Linked DNA regions of Rattus norvegicus: region 1 is linked to region 2. A link is a contact called in public Hi-C data. All regions are on one chromosome and are shown on one strand. The core of a region is the stretch at or near the end of the contact, and the rest is flanking DNA. Distances in the headings are between cores, read along the strand shown. Region 1 holds the start of Mob1a (MOB kinase activator 1A). Region 2 holds the start of Mogs (mannosyl-oligosaccharide glucosidase).

Evidence for each region. A called contact is a pair of places that touch in the nucleus more often than the background predicts.
Region 1: a Hi-C map of frontal cortex shows a contact between it and region 2, with 1.8 times the contacts expected there. The contact joins the promoter of Mob1a here to the promoter of Mogs in region 2. A contact is called at or near these places in 2 of 12 Hi-C or Micro-C datasets (frontal cortex and mammary epithelial cells).

What each region holds. Positions count from the first base shown.
Region 1 is chr4:117,387,691-117,390,985 of GRCr8, reverse strand. It overlaps Mob1a (MOB kinase activator 1A), which reads right to left and starts at 1,708. Exons shown (of 6, transcript NM_001033891.1): 1 at 1,522-1,708. The coding sequence starts at 1,535.
Region 2 is chr4:117,177,516-117,180,889 of GRCr8, reverse strand. It overlaps Mogs (mannosyl-oligosaccharide glucosidase), which reads right to left and starts at 1,555. Exons shown (of 4, transcript NM_031749.3): 1 at 1,204-1,555; 2 at 882-1,111; 3 at 214-410; 4 at 1-67. The coding sequence starts at 1,549. It also overlaps the pseudogene Rpl23-ps8.

The DNA.
Region 1 (3,295 bases), core at 459-2,958, 210 kb before region 2:
GAGGCAGGCAGATCTCTGGGAAGTCGGCCTGGTTTACACCATTCCAGGACAACCAGAGCTAGAGCTACATAGTGAAACTATGCCACAAAAAAACAAAACAAAACCAACTAAATAACTAAACAAATCTTTGAAAAAGACATTTATTCTTCAAATGATGCCATCAAGACAGTTAAAATAATCCTGAGGATGGAAGAAACTATTTTTAAGTCACAGATGTAATGCGACTCATATCCAAAACACAAAGAATTCTTACAACTCAAACCAAAAAGGCAGATGGACACAACCACTGCACCATATATACACATGGAAATGTCAGTCAAACCCATTGATTTGTACAATTAATGGGTGCTAACAAAATAAAAAACATCTGATTTTAAAATAGGAAGACTTTATCCACAAATGGCCTGAAAATACACACACACACATACACACACACACACACACACACACACACACACACACACACACACACAAACATTATTGATCATTGGAAGAATGTAAATCAATAAATTCCACTTCACACTCAGGCATAACAGAGGCAATTTGCCAGACGGATGTGAACTGGAGGATTTTGAAAACTCATACAGTGAGATTGGGATGTAAAATGCTTGGCAGTTCCTCAAAGGCTAACATGTGTCACTAATTCCTAGGAGATACCATCACACACACATACCCAAAAACCTGTAACCAGATGCTCACTGCAGAAGCACCAAAGGGTGGGAAAAACAGCATCAATCAGTCTAAGTTATAAAAACTTACATTTACCTCACCTGGTTGAAGAGCTATGGAGAGTCCACAGGAAGAGTCAGGTTTTTCAGGGACAAGCTCAAATAGACTACTCATAATCAAATGGTCAGCTCTACACCCAAGTGCGTTCAGACACCACTGACTGGATTCAGTAGGTAGGAGTATAATATGGGTATAATATATAGTATAGATAAGAGGACAGGGATTTGAATGAGAGATGAGGGCAGTGGAGGAATTAAAAATGAAAATACTCATCTATTAAGTTCTCAAAAAATAAGAACCTAAAAAAAAAAAACCTCATATGTGGGCTGAGATAAAAGCGCCCACCTTTAATCCCAACATCCAGGAGGCAGAGGCAAGTGGGGGTCGAGGCCAGCCTGGGCTACATAGCAAGACCTTTCCTCAAAACAAAACAAACAAACAAAACCACACACATTTAAAGCAGGCCTGTCCTGGTGGCCTAGGCTGTAATCCTGGCTCCTTAGAAAGCTGAGGCAGGAGGAGACCAGGTTCCAGCCCTACCTGGGATAAGAGAAAAGTCACATTATAAGGTGCAAAGCTCTCTTCTCAAATGTAAATCTGTGGAAAACCATTGAGAATCTGCACTTTTCCTTCTCAGCCTCGTCTGGTCAGAGGCACTGCACATTTCCTTGCCCCAGCCGTTTCCCAGGCGGCAGGCCCGGTATAGCCCAATGTCCGGCTCCGCCCTCCACTTGGCCCCTCTGCCCCGCCCCGCCGACCGACACCCGCCACGCCCCGGCCCGACCCACTTACAAGAGGAAGCTCATCCTTGCTAGCCCGAGGGGCCGTGGCCCCCGCCCCGTCAGACTCGGCGCCGCCGCGGGCACCGGGAAGCAGAGGGCGGTCCGCGGCTCAACAGGGCTGCCGAAGCTTCACGGCTTGGGTTTCGTACTGGGTTCCAGCCGCCCCGAACCAGCACAGACTGCGGAGTCCTCCGTGCTACCTCCCAACAGCTCGATGAGCAGAAATGCGGAACCAACAGGATCTCGCGAGACCGGGCTTTTTTCCCCGTCCCGCTGAGCTTCGCCCCGCCCCTTACTGAGCTCAGCCAATCAGTAGTCTGTGGGCCCTGAGCGAAATGGAGCCAGCTAGGCACTGCTGTCAACTATTCCGTGGCCGAGGGACCTCTGCCAACGCTTCTTAGTGACTGTTTTGCTATTTAGAAGGACTTTGGATCTTTCCTAAAGGAATGCTATTCCAGCCACATCGCCTGTTGATGGACACTTGGCACACACACTATACACACATTATAGACACACTATAAAACTTCTAAGAATGCTCATGTGCATGTACTGTGGGAGGATATGTTGACACCAGGTGACACTATGTTAGAATGTAGAAAAGAGGAAAAAAAAAAAAACTGTGGGAATAAATGATGGTGCAGGATGCGCAGTGGCAAAGACCTAGTATTTTTCCGCTTCAATTGATGGTGGTTTAAAACCATTTGAACATGACCTTTCACAGTAATGACATCAATTTTATTTTCTCAGCTTTTGGATTTATTTTTCTTTCTCTTCTTTTCTTTTCTTTCTTTCTTTTTATTTCTCTCTCTCTCTCTCTCTCTCTCTCTCTCTCTCTCTCTCTCTCTCTCTCTCTGGTGGTTGTTGTTCCTTTGTTAAGACAGGATCTCATGCGTTCCAGGCTAGTTTAAAGTTCACGAAGTAGCCAAGGATGACCTTAAGTTCCTGATCCTTCTGCTTCAGCCTCCCAGGTACAGGGATTACAGGCTTGAGCTACTGTACTGGCTCCTTTTAACTTTTAAAACCACTTTTTGTAAATTTGCATTTGTGTGTGTGTGTGTGTGTATGTAAGAGCAACATGTAGGAGCTGGTTCTCTTTTTATCCATGACTGGTGGGAGGAGATCTTCTTTAGTAAGCTTTTTTTATTCTTTCTTGTTTTGTCACTACCTTCTGTAGATTTGTATGTGATTTAGAGTATATGTGCCTTGATGTACTTTTTTTATTTTCTTTCTTTTTCTTTTTTTTTTTTCTCTTTCATTTTCCTGATTTTTTGAGACAGGGTCTCTAGTCCTTCTGGCCATTATGTAGATCAGGCTGGCCTTGACTCACAGAGATCTGCCTGCCTCTGCCTCTTGTCCTCATATTTATTTATTTTTTGTAAGCCTATTTTTAAATACCATATTATTAAGGTTGGAGTCTGTGTCCTTGTGTTTATCACTATGTCAGGGCAGGCCAAGCACGGTGGTACACAGCTTTAATTCCAGCCCCGGAGGCAGAGGCAGGTGTCTTTGTGAGTTCATGGCCAGCTTAGGCTACATAGCATGTTCTAGGGCAGCCGTGACTACATAGAGAGACCCTGTCAAAAAAAACTATATTATTTGTGTGTACATGTATATATGATGTGAGGGGATGGAGAGACAGCTTAATAATTAAGAGCACTTGCTGTTCCTGTATAGTACTTGAGTTCAGGGTCAAGCATCCACACTGTCTGTAGCTCCATTTCCAGAGGATCTAACACTCTCTTTTGACCTCCACAGGCACCAGTACCATATGCAGGTAAGCTGGC
Region 2 (3,374 bases), core at 306-2,805:
TAGGTGGCTCTTTACCATGTCTGTGAGCAGAGGCAGCCCTGGGTTGGAGGACCAGAAGACATTGTAGCTTGGAGGCAAGAAGACAAATAAGGAATGTTATTTATGAAAGGGATGTCTTACCAGTCCCAGTGGTTGGAAAGGTGCGGAGGGAGGGGTCCTAGAGACCAGGCTAAGTCAATATCCCAAGCACCCCTGCACCAATCCTCCAGTTACCTGCCATGCTTAGGGACAGTGTCTCCTGGAGTGGTTGGTGGCAGAAGTGTGAGGCGGAAGTCACCAAGTTCACTGGTGTGCCCACTGATGAACTTCAACTGTCCTTTGGCTCCAACCTCTGGTAGTAGGACCTCTTGCCCATCTGTTACCACGTAGAAGAACAGGGACACCAAAGGGAAGGAAGGTGTACCTGAGGCCTAGGTGACCAAGGAACACAACAAAGCATCAGAAAAACATCCTTTTGAGAATCAGTTTTAGCAGGAATTACAAGAACTGTGGCAAACATACATCTGTCAATACTGAGGATAAGCAGACCCACCCAGTGGACTGCGTCTGAACAGGGTTCCTCTGGAAAATGACGGATGTTTTAGAATTACACATGGATTGTTTCATTTAATCTTTTTTTTTTCTTTTTTCTGTTTTTCGGAGCTGGGGACCAAACCCAGGGCCTTGTGCTCGCTAGGCAAGCACTCTACCGCTGAGCTAAATCCCCAACCCGTTTCATTTAATCTTTTGAGTTAGGTGTCACTGTTTTACAAACAAGGAAATAGCAGAGATTGTCAGCCAGCCTAGTGTCACTGCTGTCAACCTCCATTACATACTGCATTTGCTGCTGGGAGGGGAGGATGGGGGACATCTGGGCTGAGCAAAGATCCTAGTGTCCTGACCTGAGGCTCTACGGTCACTCTCCAGCTCCAATCCCCTCCGTGATGACCCCCAGATCTCTTGACGAACTCAGTGGTGAGCCTTAAGGCCCCATCATAGATATGTTGCCGACCAAAGGAGAGTCCATCATGGAACTCCCAGCCATAGGGACCCACGCCGTCTCCTTGTTCGCATGTGTGCCTGAGCTTAGGAGGGGTCCCCGGGGTGGCGCCTTGCTGCGCCCACATCAGTCCTGGGAAGTAGAATGGCCACGTAAGTTAATATATACTGTATTAACTCTGCGAAGACTGTTGAGTCCTCCCCACTCACCCGCCCCAGGGTTACCCGTGAGCAGTGGTTTGGGGCTGCGAGTCTTCATGCCGAAATAGACGTGTGGGCGATAGGTACCCCAGAAGAGTTCCGGGGCCACGGCAGGACTGGAGGAGTCCGGCGGTAGCGCTGACGGAGCGGGGTGCAGTGTGAGCGCGCGGCGCACACGGAGCCACGCCAGCACCCAGCGCCCCGACAGGCCGAAGGCCAGCGCCAAAACCACCACGGCCAGGGCCGCGCCGCCCGCCGAGCCGCGCGCCCCGCCGGCTCTGCCATCCCGCCGGCCCGCACCCCGCGCCCTCTCCAGCGGCCGCGCCCCCTCTGCGGCCGCAGCGCGCCGTCGCCTCTCGCCCCGGGCCATGCGGGCAGCCAGCACGCGCACCGGCTGCCACCGTGCGGTCAGCGAACTGAGCCTTCGCCCCGCGCCTCCCTGAGCGCCCCGCCCCTGCCGGAAATCCCGCCCTACACGTCAGGTCCGGCCCCGAAACCCGGAAGCGCTGTGGCTGGTTGTACTCAATATTGAGTACAGGACACAATCGGTGAAATGCGTCAGTGGGTGTAAGTTCAAGGGGAAGGAGAGAGAAGCAATTGCATTCTGAGTCCCTTCTGTTTTGTTTTGTTTTGTTTTGTTTTGTTTTGTTTTGTTTTGTTTTGTTTTGTTTTGTTTTGTTTTACTACTGATCATGGCCTGGAGAGATGGCTCAGCCGTAATGGCGCTCGCTCGTAAGGCTGACGACTTAAGTTTGATCCCCGTACCCACGTCTTGGAAGGAAGAGAACAGACTTCCACAAGATGTCCTTCACCTCTGGCCTACATATAAGCATACACCATCTGACTTCCACGCTTATGCTGTAGATTGTGCGCACCTCACCTACTTTCTCTCCCTCCCCCCTCCCTCCTCCCCTTCTCCCTCCCTCCCCACCTCCCTCCATCCTGTTAAAAAAAATAACATCCAGGCGTGGTGGCTCTCAGCATTAATCCTAGTACTCAGGAGGCAGAGGCAGGAGGATCTCCGTGAATTTGAGGCCGCCCTGGGTTACACAGTGAGACCATGCTTTAAAAAAAGAAAAAAGTACGAATAAGGAATGAAGCAGGAGACATGACTTGACGGTTAACATATTTGCTGCTCTTGCCGAGGATATGAGTTCAGTTCCTAGCACCAAAATGGCATCTTACAGATACATCCGGATGATCTAAAGGCCTTTTTTGACCCTGCACTTTCGTCCATACACTTAAAAGTATTTTTCTAAAAAAATGATCATACTAAAGCCAGTTTTCCCCTCTTTGGGGGATGTGATTGTTTAGATTTTCCTCCAACTTGCTATATAAAGCCGCGTTGGTTGTATTTATATGCCCAGACTGTCCCCAAGGTTTATGATAGCCTCAGCCTCCAGGGTGTCAGAAGCTACTTGTACACATCACTGCCCAGATCTAATCTGGTAGCAGAAAATCGTGGCCTAGGAAATGTAAGTAACTGGATCCAAGCCACAGAGCTTCCCAGGGCTAGCTTATAAAACCCAAGTGTAGGGGTTGGGGATTTAGCTCAGTAGTAGAGCGCTTGCCTAGCAAGCGCAAGGCCTGGGTTCGGTCCCCAGCTCCGAAAAAAAGAAAAGAAAAAAACAAAAAAAACCCCAAAACCCAAGTGTATATGAATTAAGCTGTATCACTATTCACACCCCAACTTCCATTCTTCTTGGAGTGGACTCGCAAGGAAGCCTAGGTAGGGTCTGTTTCTTTAAGCAGTCCTATATCTTCAGACAAGTCTGCCTGTAACTTAGCCTGTAATTTTATTTATTGATTTTTACATTTAAGATAGTCTATATCCCTGACTGGCCTGGAAATTGCTGTGTAGCCAAAAAATGACTTTGAACTTCTGACCCTCCAGCCTCTGCCTTCCCAGTGCTGGGTTACAAGTACACATGCCACTATTAGTGTATTCAGTGCTAGCCAAGCTCTCTGCCAACAGCTACAGCCCAGGCTCGTTCATTCACCCACTCACTCAACTTGTTCACTTAGAGTGCCAGAAAGGAACCTGGGAACTTCTGCATGCTAGGCAGGTACTGTAGTAACACTTTTGAGAACTTTGGATTTTTGGTTTCTTTTAAAAAGTACATAGAAATGTTATAAGAATGTGCTTTCCTGGGGTTGGAGATTTAGCTCAGCAGTAGAGCGCTTGCCTAGCAAGC